Regions from separate parts of the Sus scrofa genome. Here all the other regions are linked to region 1. The links are chromatin contacts, called in public Hi-C maps. All regions are on one chromosome and are shown on one strand. Each heading gives the region's core, a stretch centred on a gene start, on an enhancer-like site or on the middle of the called end of the contact. The rest is flanking DNA. Distances are from core to core; before and after follow the strand shown. Region 1 has its middle 220 kb from the start of CELF2. Region 2 overlaps CELF2 (CUGBP Elav-like family member 2). Region 3 overlaps LOC110255590 (a long non-coding RNA gene). Region 4 overlaps LOC110255590 (a long non-coding RNA gene).

Region 1 (2,564 bases), core at 47-2,546:
TCGTTAGAACGATGGTTACAAAGGGTAGGTGAAAACACGTTTCATGTTTAACTGGAAAAAGGGAAGATTAGAAAATGACATGCACTTTCTGACACCCATCCGTGTGACGTTCTAGAAAGCAAAATGCAAGAATTCTTCAAAGGAAAATAAGATGATATCGGCCACTGTTTCTTGTATTTGCTCTTTTCTATCATGCATAAAAATACTAAAATTAGACAGACACTAAGGCAGAACTCATGAGAAGGAGAGAAGTAACAGCCCATGAATGCAAGATAAATATTAGGAAAAAAAAGAGGTGCCTTAACTGGGTCTTGGTTTCATTCCAGTGGAACCGTGTTTGCAGGTAAGTATTTGGGACAGCCTGCCACTGTGAGGAACCACTTTCCATAAAACCCCCTCGTTTTAACCTTTTTACATTTAAGAAATTGTCCAAATTTCTTTGGGCTGGGCAACACCACTTCGTTTTCAGTTAAACTTAGGAAGGCACTGTGAACTCTACCCAAGGTGTCAGCTTAGGCTCAAGGGGGGTGAAATGCAGGAACTTTTGGCCACTGTGAGGTCCTGGGAATCTCATTTTCCTGGGTCTCCGAATCAAGAAGACGGCAGAGCTCATCTTTTCAGAAGCGTGCAGAGACTAGCTCGTTTCACAAACTGTGCTCATTTCATTCGAAGGTCAGGGAGTTTTTACAAGACTGGCTTTTCCAAATTAGGCGTGGGGGTGGGGAGAAGAGGTCCCGGGAGGAAACCCCCTCTCTGCCCACCGTCTTGAAAAGAGGAGCAGGAAGAGCTTTCCTGAAAAGTTGGCTTTTTAAAACCTCAAGCCCCAGAAAGTTTGGCACGTCCCTTCCGATGGCTTCAGGGCCCCCAGAAACGCAGTCAGTAGGAGAGCTGGTTGGCGAGTTGGCCAATGGCAGGCATCATTTCAAAAGGATGGGACTCGCATTAAAATGCACCGCCTTCCCCTCCGGGAGTGAAATTGAGGACTTCTCACGCCTCTCCGCACACAGCTGCCGGAAGTTGTGTCGAATCACCGCGGACTATCCCCTAAGCAGATCCGCGGTCGCCGAACCCCCCACCCACACCCCACCCCACCCCCGCCCCCGCTGGCGGCGCATCGCGCATCCCCCGCGCAGGCACTGGGCTGGGGGCGGGGGAGGAACTTGGCCCTGAACTGAAACAGCGACGGGAGAGAAAGAAAAGCAGGCCTACCTTAAAACTTTCCAGTCTTTGAGTGGATCCAAGTCAGAGATTAAGGAGACCATTGTCTAAAGGGCGGCGGAAGGCAGGTCCGGTCCGGAGAGGTGGGGGCGAGGGGAGGGGATGCAGGGGAAGGAAGCGGCCGCCCGCTCCGCGGCTCAGGCCAGGAGCGACTGGGCGCCCGCCCGGCTCTTCCTACTTCTAGGATTGATAAGCACTTGTCCTGGCTTTTCTCCACCCCCCAAATCAATCTTGCGCGATATTACTTCCAGCCCCGGCTCATTTCTCCACACCACCTTTTAAAGCCCTTGTAATCTGCTGCAACTGATCAAATTTGACCTTTTTGTAGCCCACTTTATTCCAAGCACAGCTCTCAGTTAAATCTCTCTTTATTAACACCGTCCTCCTTGGCTTGCTTTTGGAACAAACACAGATCAAGCCTGAAGCCTCCAGACTTTACCAGCAATCATTTACAGATTACTGCAAGCTGCAGCTTTCTCCTCTCTGGGGCATTTCTCCCGCCTCCGAGATTTTGCTTTCATATTCCTGTTAGAAGACAGCGGGTGAGGGTCCCCCCCACCCCCACCCCCGCCTTTTTTTTTTTTTTTTTTTCTTTTTTTCTGTTTCTTTTTTTGGTGACTTGGGTTCTGGGACACTGGCATCGGGCTTAGAGCTTCCCTCAGAGGCTGTAACTACACGACTGTTAGGATTTGTTTTTTAAAAATAATTTGGAAGCAGGCTGCTAACAAGCTAGAATTCACTGTGTGTTTCCTGGCAGAGAATTTGCTACACTGCTTCGTCTTCTTTTTTTTTTTTTAATCCCCTCCTTTCTTCCTTGTGTTTTAAAAGAACACGGAGAGGGGACATGTAGCATCCTTCTAAGCGGGAAGAGAGAAGGGCGTGGGCTTTCTCCTCAACTTGTGTATGTTTCGTCCTTCTGTAAAAGCTGAACATCCTTTCAAGAATCATCTGGAACGGTACAGAGCAGATGTGAAAAAATTTCAAGAGCAGAATTGTTTTCCTCTCGTCTGTGTGCTCATGGAGGTCCTTTGTGAGTGTACAGATTCCTGGTTTTCATAGGCACTGCCTCTTAAGCATGGTTTTCTGCTTTCTGAGGTTCTAGCTAAGACAGCCCAACTGAAGCCCCTCCTCCCGGTGCTCCCCAGTTCCTGGCCTGAGAAGACCCTGAAATCACGTGGGGTGGTGGTCTCCAGACCATGACCTCTCAGGTCACTCAGATTTTCCTGAGATCTCTGTGCCACATGTGCTTTGCCTGGTTGTCTCTTTATATCAAATTCCTCTTTTTCTTATACCCATTTAAAATTTTTTTAAAATTTATTTTTATGTATGTATTTAGCTGTGCCCCC
Region 2 (2,564 bases), core at 43-2,542, 220 kb before region 1:
CCAGTTTCATTAGCAACTTGCAAAAATAAACAACAGTGCCTTTTTCTGTGCTTAAAAAAAAAAAAAACAAACCCTTAAGTGATACATGATAAAGATACATTTTCTCATCTCTGCAAAGAGATCCCTGAGAAAATGCTTCCATCACCAATCCTAAATTTAAAATGATTGTATTCTGCTCCCCGTCCTCCCACTTTTTGGAAAGCTTCTGGAATGGTGACGTCATCACATTCCTAAAGCGACTTGAGTAAAATCACACGCCCATCAAAATGAAATCGCCATTATTAAACTCCTATTTCCCATTTTTACAGGCATTTTCAGCCATCGCTCTCTCCACCCCAACCCCAGAACAGCTGCTAACTGGCTTTTTTTTTTTTTTTCAATCTTGGGTTTTTCTGAATTTATTTTCAATAGCGCAAAAAGGCAAAGATGGTGAATTTCTCTTCCTTCTGAAGAGACCCTCTAAGGGAAGATGGGTTCTTTGCATACATACCTTCGAGCTCGGAAAGGAGGCGCCCCTCTAGAGTTTCCAGAAGCTTCCATCCCAAGGGGATGAAATGTTAAAAGTGTGGGCCTGTCGGACCCAGAGCCCAACCAGCTCATGGCTTCCCTCTCGGACTTGGCTTTGCCTTTGCTTCCTTTCTCCATGACACCGCTGCCACCTTCCTGACTGTCCCTCACTCGGCCTTCTCTCTCTCGCTCCCTCTTTCTCTCTCAAACGGAAGCCAGACAATGCCAGAAGCTTTCCTCCACAGCTGCGTGTCTGCGGAGGCAGGTGCCCACATGAGTGGAGAGGTAGCTGGTGGCTCATCTGTCAGGGAACTCAAGTTTGCCTTGACCAAGGGCTGGTGTCCCCACTGGGAACAGCTGCCTCTGGGCGAGTCCTTCCGGGGGTGGGAGAGGGGGAGGGAAGACTCTGTCCCATGAAATGAATCAATAAGGTATGAAAATTGGGAAGGAGAAGACTAAAGAAAGGGTGGAAGGAGGAAAAAAAAAAAAAAAAAGCTGGCCTGGTGATGTGTACACGAAGGCACTCAGAAAAAAAACAAACCAAAAAACACCTCTCAGGGAAGGTCCCCGTGGCCCCTTGAAGATGCCGAGATTTGTCCAGCTGTATCAGGTCCCCTTGTCTGGTGCCAGCCTGGCGGCGGGAACAAAATGCATACCTATCCGAATGGGGTTTTCAGTTCCCTGGGAATGTGCCCTAAGACACCCCCACCCCCTATCCTGTTGTCCCCAACTGGCCAGAGGGTCTCATCTTACTGCCACGTGCTGTAAATTTGAAAAGGAGAAACTACTGCCTGACAAACCCCAACAGCTGAGTGGTAACAGCTGGGTGGCCACAGCCGTTGGCATAACATTAGGTCCAGACAGAAAGCAGCAACAGGTGGGGGTGGAAGAGAAAGGGAGTTTTAAGCCTTGCGGGGGGAGGTGGTGCCTGAGACCCCTCTTGGTGAGAATCAAAATCTGGACTTGAGAACCCCACTGGCTTGAATGTTCCTCCTTTTTCTGAACAAATACATCTTGTAGAAGAGGAACCCTTAATGAGAGCAAACGCTCGGATGCCTGTAAAACAAAACACGTGAATCTGCTTTACCCACAATGATCTCAGGACACCCCCCCCCCCAACAAAGAGCTTTCCCTTCCAAGGATCAGAAGTCATCTGATAATGGTACCTGCAGATGATCAGACTCTTTAAGGCAAATGCTGCTTTTGCCAGAGGAGTGAAAAGGATGATGAAGATTTAAGAACCAGACGTGCTGGATTCTGCCTGTGATTCCATCAGAACAGCCTGACACTGGGACCATGTCATTTAATTTTCGGATTCGTCAGCTAGACCTTTGTCATGTGCCAGGCCATCATTTCCTGGTAGATGGCTACAAAATCAAAATCTACCGTGATCCCACAGATAAGAGGTGCCCTGTGTTAGTTAACCTAATTATTACTACAGCAATTACATAACCAAGCTATTAAGTGACACGTAGGTTGAAAATACATTAAGGTTTTGAGCACAGGAAATTTTTTTTCCCCTATAATATGGTTCAAATCTCTTAACTATTTTTAGCCCATGATAGAGGTTTTTGAAAATCCCAGCTGATTTTTCTTTAACTTGGCTTTTGATGCTAATTCCCATGAAATCCCTTAGGGGGGAAAAATTCTTCCTGAACACTGGTGTAGCTATCTACACAAGCTAAGTGGAAATGCATTATCTTGTCTCATCTCTGCAGCTGAGGGTAAACCTTTGTTACCAATCGCTTAGCCTCTCAATACTCTCTGGTACAGGCTACTGGCTACACTTGCACTCGTTCACAGGAATACCGCCAAGTGAGGGAGAAGCAGCGATGTGAGCGACCTGATAGTCCGAGGAAGAAAGGGAACCACTTAAGGATGTTGTGCAAATTTGCTTTAATAGCAAAGACAAAACCAGGCTGTTCTAACGACCACGTTCCTCTCCCGCTCCCTCACCCATCCTTCAAGCCCCGCCCCTGTATTATACACCACTTGATACTGTCTTAGCCATTCTGTTCCCTCTCTGTTTCATGCAGCTTCTTAACAACTGAGACTAT
Region 3 (2,564 bases), core at 26-2,525, 210 kb after region 1:
CTCATGGGGGCCTTTTCCATCTCCAGAGCCAGGTCTTACAAAAGCTTGATTCGGGAGCTGCACTTCGCATCCAACACATCTGCCTAGGGCTTGACAGAATGAGGGTAATTGGATTACACCATTCATTCTCTTTGGGGCAAGCCCCTCTCGCCATTCATTTGAAAGCATTCTTGTGATATATGTTTCCCCTCCGTCTTGCCTTTGCTTTTGTCTCTACCTGTGGGTTTAAGATCACCGTCACTACCGCTTAGTCTTTCAAAACCCTCACCTATTGTTTATTTCACCGTCTGTCATTACATAACCCAGGGAAGCAGGTCAACATCGCTATTAACATGTCCCAGGCAAAGCAAGGAATGAGGCTGCAGAGACGTGTTTAGAATTGTCCCAGCCAGCATACAGGGAACTGTCCAAGAACTCAGATAATAGCCTGGACCGCTTGACGGTCCGCCTCCCCCCACTCTATCTTCTCTCAAGCCTGAGTGAGAAAATAAGTCTCTATCAGTTAATTCAAGAACATCAGTTCTGGAGTCCAGCCTATTTGGGTGAAAAAAAAAAAAAATCCCAATTCTGACATCTGGCTGCATGATCACAAGCAAATTTCTTTATCTCCTTTGAGCATCCATTTCTTAATTTGTACAGTGGTGAACATACTAAACTCATAGGATCATGATGAAATGATTAATGTAAAGCTCTTGCTCTGGTACCTGCACACTGCTGCTTTCAATAAAAAGGAGCCTCACTGACTTGTGTATTCATTTGACTAGTTATCTCTTGCAGATGTTTTTTAAGTGCACCTGCTGTTTGCTTTTTTGGTGGGATGTAGGCAGAGCAGACAGACTGTGCAGAGGGTGTTTCTCTGCTCTGTCTGGGTTTCTACTTTGGCACGCTACTTATTCTTTCAGAATGTGTGTTTCTCTTAGACAGAAAAAGGGCTGAGGGAAATGACTACAGAGTCAGAAACAGATGCGAGGGGTAACAGGTGACAGAAATTATGGTCAGTAATTTGTCTTCATCCCTGGCCACTTTCATAGAAATGCAACTCAAATGATTTGCTACAAGAAACGATATCTTCACTGGTGTGATGGGTTGAAAGAAAAAGGAGAAAACTGATACCGCACAAAGAAATCAAAATGATTGATTAAATTTTTAAAATTATTATGATTAATTTCTTAGCGCCAGCCACCAGGAAGAGGGAAACCCTCCCAGCCTAGCCTTTGCTGAGGACTGTGTTGATGTGTAGCCATTTCTGTGGGTGCATTTTTAAGCAGAGCTGCAGGGAATGTCATGTGTTGCAGTAATTGCCATGGAAACCATTGTTGTTGAATGAATAGAGAGGTTTTAAATCCTTGGTAATGAGCCTGAGAAACTAAGTAGGGCTTCAAGTTTAACTTGTTTGGAAGTGGTTCATATCTCACACGGAGATATGGGAGGTAAAGGGTAGGGGGCAAAGCATGGCAGAGAGGCAGTTTCTCCTTTAAAACAAAAATTCAAATAAACGAGCCTGATATCACAGGACATTTCTACTAGCACTTTTTAATGAAAAAACACCAGAGATCCTTAGCATCCAGCCCCAAGCCTTGGGCAATCCTCTTGTCTACAGAACAGTGTAATTTTGATACATTTCCACTGAAATCAACAATTTCTTTTTTCTTTCATCTTTTTTTTTTTTTTTTTTTTTTTTAAGGGCTGCACCTGCAGCATATGGAAATTCCAAGGCTAGGGGTCAAATCTGAGCTGCAGCTGTAGGCCTACACTACAGCCACTGAAACACCAGATCTGAGCAGTATCTGTGACCTTTGCTATAGCTCAGGGCAACGCCAGATCCTTAACCCACTGAGCGAGCCCCGGGATCAAACCCACCTCCTTATGGATACTGGTCGGGTTCTTAACCCACTGAGCCACAATGGGAACTCACTGAAATCAACAATTTCAATTCACCTCCTACCTCAAGAACTGAGAAGGTTAGCTATTCTCAAGGCAATTAATTATCAGGTTTCTCTGGCTTGAGAGGGGGGCACTGAGAATGTTCCTTCACAGAAGGTGGCTACGGACTCAGTGAATCTTGCCTTTGGAGGGGGGTGATTTAGGAAGGGGACCCCACCCCTGCCATCAGTAGTTTCTTAGCATCTCAAATCTCTTTCCTTTTCACAAGTCTGGACACCTTATCTCTCATCAAGATCTTTTCAGGCTGGGTACCCTGGAATCATGGCTGGGGATAGGAAACAAAGAACAATGGCAAAAAGGCCAGAAGGTAAAGCCTTTCTCCTTCTCCACGGCCAAGGGTCTCCTCATCCAGCTCTTTTCCCTCAATCAGAGACACACCTTGGCCCCACACCTGGGTTACTGGATACAAGCTTCTCCCTGAACATTTACATGGTGCAGGGGGTCAGGACCTGCGACACCCAAATATGCCACTTTGGCATAAGGATTTTTGAGCTGAAGGCTGGACTGGAGTTTGGGAAATCCCTTATCTGCCTCAAAGCAGAGCCTCCCCAACAGATTCAACTGTCATAAATCCCCTCCCTGGGCAACTCGTCTCTCTCCTGGCACCACACCAGGCACTG
Region 4 (2,564 bases), core at 48-2,547, 150 kb after region 1:
CTGCCATCTGCCTCCTTGGGTCCCTGAATTTGCTCTTTCTCCCCTCATTCCCTAGAGGGAGATGATTATCTGTGAGTGATTTCCATGGTGCAGAATTTCCTTCCAGAGTCTCCATGCCCACGATGGTTGTCTTAATTTGTCAAATTCCAGGAAAGCATCTGACTATAGCCTGTTATTCACAGATTTCTAGATCTACTGGGATTTGAGAGTATCCCCCAGGGTTTTCTGCAATCAACATATATAATAGTACCAGGACTAGGTTTAGAAGCTGAAAACATGGTGTGGCATTAATTTGGGCCATTTTTCCAAACCATTATGCATCGGTTGACCAAATTAGCTGAATGTGATGTGAATTGATTAAGGTGGCTAGATGTACTAATTGATTGTACTGAAACAAAAATCCTTTTGATTGGATAGGTGCAGACCCTTTTGACTGGAAAGATACACTGCACTGTAGAGCTGTTATGTCCCTGCAGTGACTTTATTTGGCTCACATGTACTGGCCAAAGGTGAAAGGTGAAAGGTGAAAAGTAGGCAAAGGCCATTCTGCTTTAGATAATGATATGGAATGGGTGTCTGGTATGGATTGTAGAAATTTGTGCCCAGGCTCGGCCATGATCGATGTCAACTGTCACTAAAGTGGACAAGATGGTAAAAATGAAGCAAAGGCCATGAGGAAAAAGGATGTGTTTGTTGTCCATGGGATGTTCTTCCAAGGGCCTGCTGCCTAGTACATACTGTTCTTTCTCATTCCAAGTCACTGAGATAAGTGAAAAACAAAAATAAACCCTGGATACACAGTCGATGGAAATGCAGAGACAAGAGACGAGAGTACAATCCAGAAAGGCTTGCCGAGTCCAGTTTTATCAGAATCTTATCAGATGGGCCCTCCATCTCCTGGCTGTGGGGTTAAGCATATTGTGCTACGGTCGACCTCCCTGGGCTCTGGGCCAAGCTCACCGGTTTCATCCCCTGGCTGACAGTGGGCAGTTAGATCCCCTCACTTCTCTGCCTCTCAGTGTATCTCATCAGTGAATTGGGTACAATCGACCCTATCTCACAGGGTTGTGTTAAGCCTTTGCTGAGATAAAATTATGTAAAGCACGTGGCGCAGTGTCTGACACATTGTAAATCTTCACCTGTAAGTTCTTGTTTCTCCTCATCACCATTCTCATGGCGGGATGTCCTCCCTCTTCCTCATCTCGGGTTTGTCTTGACTCCTCCAGCCTCTTCACACTGAGGCTCAGGTCCACTTCCTTCCAGAAGCCACTGTGCCGCCAAGCTGTTTCCAAGGGCAGCTTCCTGCTGTGGAGGCTTTAGGTCAGGTCCTGGCCGGGGAAAGAGGAGCGAGAGCCAACTCTCCCTGAGGGAGAGGCTTGATGCCTCTGAACTACTGCCAGCAGACCCGATTCCCCACTGGTAAGATTAGCATCTTTGCAGAATCAGAATATGGTATGAGAAGAAATAATTCAGAGTAAATTAAATGATGACTCTGCAATCAACTTGCAAACTGCCCTTTTACTTTTAGCAAAACAGGGAGCTCTTTTCTGATGTGTGTCTGGCACAGATTACCCCATTTTCTGCTCTCTGGAGAATAAGGGCCTTTTCTAGATACTCTCTGCAGATGGGTTTTGAATTGGAGCAAATAAGAGTTAGCTGTTCTGTCATTTGTAGGAATTCCATGGGCTGCATTTCCTGTGTGAAAGAAGGCATTTCACGAATTGTGTTGTTTAGACCAAAGACGCTTATGGCCATAAAGGGGGCTCCAACCAACCACTTCAAAACCAGGTACACCAATGCACGTCCTGCCAAGAGTCCACTCTTTGGCTCTATTACAAATTTTTTTAAAAAATTTGTATTAAAGTATAACTGATTTACAATGTTCCTTCCATTTCTGCTATATAGCAAAGTGACCCAGTCCACACACACACACACACACACACACACACACACACATTCTTTTTTATGTTTCACGCTATCTTTCATCATGGTCCAACCAGAGAGACTGCAATAGTTCCCTATGCTGTACAGTAGGATCCCATTGCTTGTCCGTTACAAGTGTAACAGTTTGTATCTAGCACCCCCAAATTCCCATCCCTCCCACTCCCTCCCCCCTCGCAACTACAAATCTGCTCTCCATGTCTATGGTCTGTTTCTGTTCTGTAGACAGAATCATCTGTGCTATATGTTAGAGTCCACATATAAGTGATATCATACAAGATAGATTTAAAATAAAGTCACAAGAGACAAAGGACACTACATAATGATCAAAGGATCAAACTATTAAGCAATCTTTATCTCAACTTGAAAATGTTCTATTCTTTTCTCAATCCACAGCAATAACCTTGGTGACTTTCAAGAATCAATCCACCTTTTCAGTGCTTAATCCTTCATGGTGTTAAAAGGTGTTTTTTTTGTTTTGTTTTTTTCTTTGTCTTTTTGCCTTTTTCTGGGGCCGTTCCTGTGACATATGGAGGTTCCCAGGCTAGGGGTCTAATTGGAGCTGTACCTGCTGGCCTACGCCAGAGCCACAGCAATGTGGGAACCGAGCAGCATCTGCACCC

What was found. Hi-C and Micro-C count contacts between places; a contact is called where the count stands out from the background.
Region 2: a contact with region 1 is called in a Hi-C map of fetal skeletal muscle, with 2.1 times the contacts expected there. The contact joins two enhancer-like sites. A contact is called at or near these places in 5 of 47 Hi-C or Micro-C datasets (brain, fetal heart ventricle, fetal skeletal muscle and 2 more) and 1 of 2 datasets of contacts at active chromatin or transcription factors (skeletal muscle).
Region 3: a contact with region 1 is called in a Hi-C map of brain, with 5 times the contacts expected there. The contact joins two enhancer-like sites. A contact is called at or near these places in 1 of 47 Hi-C or Micro-C datasets (brain) and 1 of 2 datasets of contacts at active chromatin or transcription factors (skeletal muscle).
Region 4: a Hi-C map of skeletal muscle shows a contact between it and region 1, with 6 times the contacts expected there. The contact joins two enhancer-like sites. A contact is called at or near these places in 2 of 47 Hi-C or Micro-C datasets (heart right ventricle and skeletal muscle) and 1 of 2 datasets of contacts at active chromatin or transcription factors (skeletal muscle).

Annotation. Positions count from the first base shown.
Region 1 is chr10:61,083,500-61,086,063 of Sscrofa11.1, forward strand. It overlaps the pseudogene LOC100514677. Among named protein-coding and RNA genes, the nearest start is that of CELF2, 220 kb to the left of the region's middle. Within about 2 kb of position 1,297, at least 50 of the 83 cell types and tissues checked have an H3K27ac peak or open chromatin away from gene starts, as enhancers often do. A contact at or near this core is called in brain, fetal skeletal muscle and skeletal muscle, where this site is marked.
Region 2 is chr10:60,858,834-60,861,397 of Sscrofa11.1, forward strand. The region is part of intron 1 of CELF2 (CUGBP Elav-like family member 2); the gene reads right to left. Among named protein-coding and RNA genes, the nearest start is that of CELF2, 7.5 kb to the right of the region's middle. Within about 2 kb of position 1,293, at least 6 of the 83 cell types and tissues checked have an H3K27ac peak or open chromatin away from gene starts, as enhancers often do. A contact at or near this core is called in fetal skeletal muscle and skeletal muscle, where this site is marked.
Region 3 is chr10:61,295,191-61,297,754 of Sscrofa11.1, forward strand. All of the region lies in intron 2 of LOC110255590 (a long non-coding RNA gene), which reads right to left. Among named protein-coding and RNA genes, the nearest start is that of CELF2, 430 kb to the left of the region's middle. Within about 2 kb of position 1,276, at least 8 of the 83 cell types and tissues checked have an H3K27ac peak or open chromatin away from gene starts, as enhancers often do. A contact at or near this core is called in brain, where this site is marked.
Region 4 is chr10:61,237,989-61,240,552 of Sscrofa11.1, forward strand. All of the region lies in intron 2 of LOC110255590 (a long non-coding RNA gene), which reads right to left. Among named protein-coding and RNA genes, the nearest start is that of CELF2, 370 kb to the left of the region's middle. Within about 2 kb of position 1,298, at least 16 of the 83 cell types and tissues checked have an H3K27ac peak or open chromatin away from gene starts, as enhancers often do. A contact at or near this core is called in skeletal muscle, where this site is marked.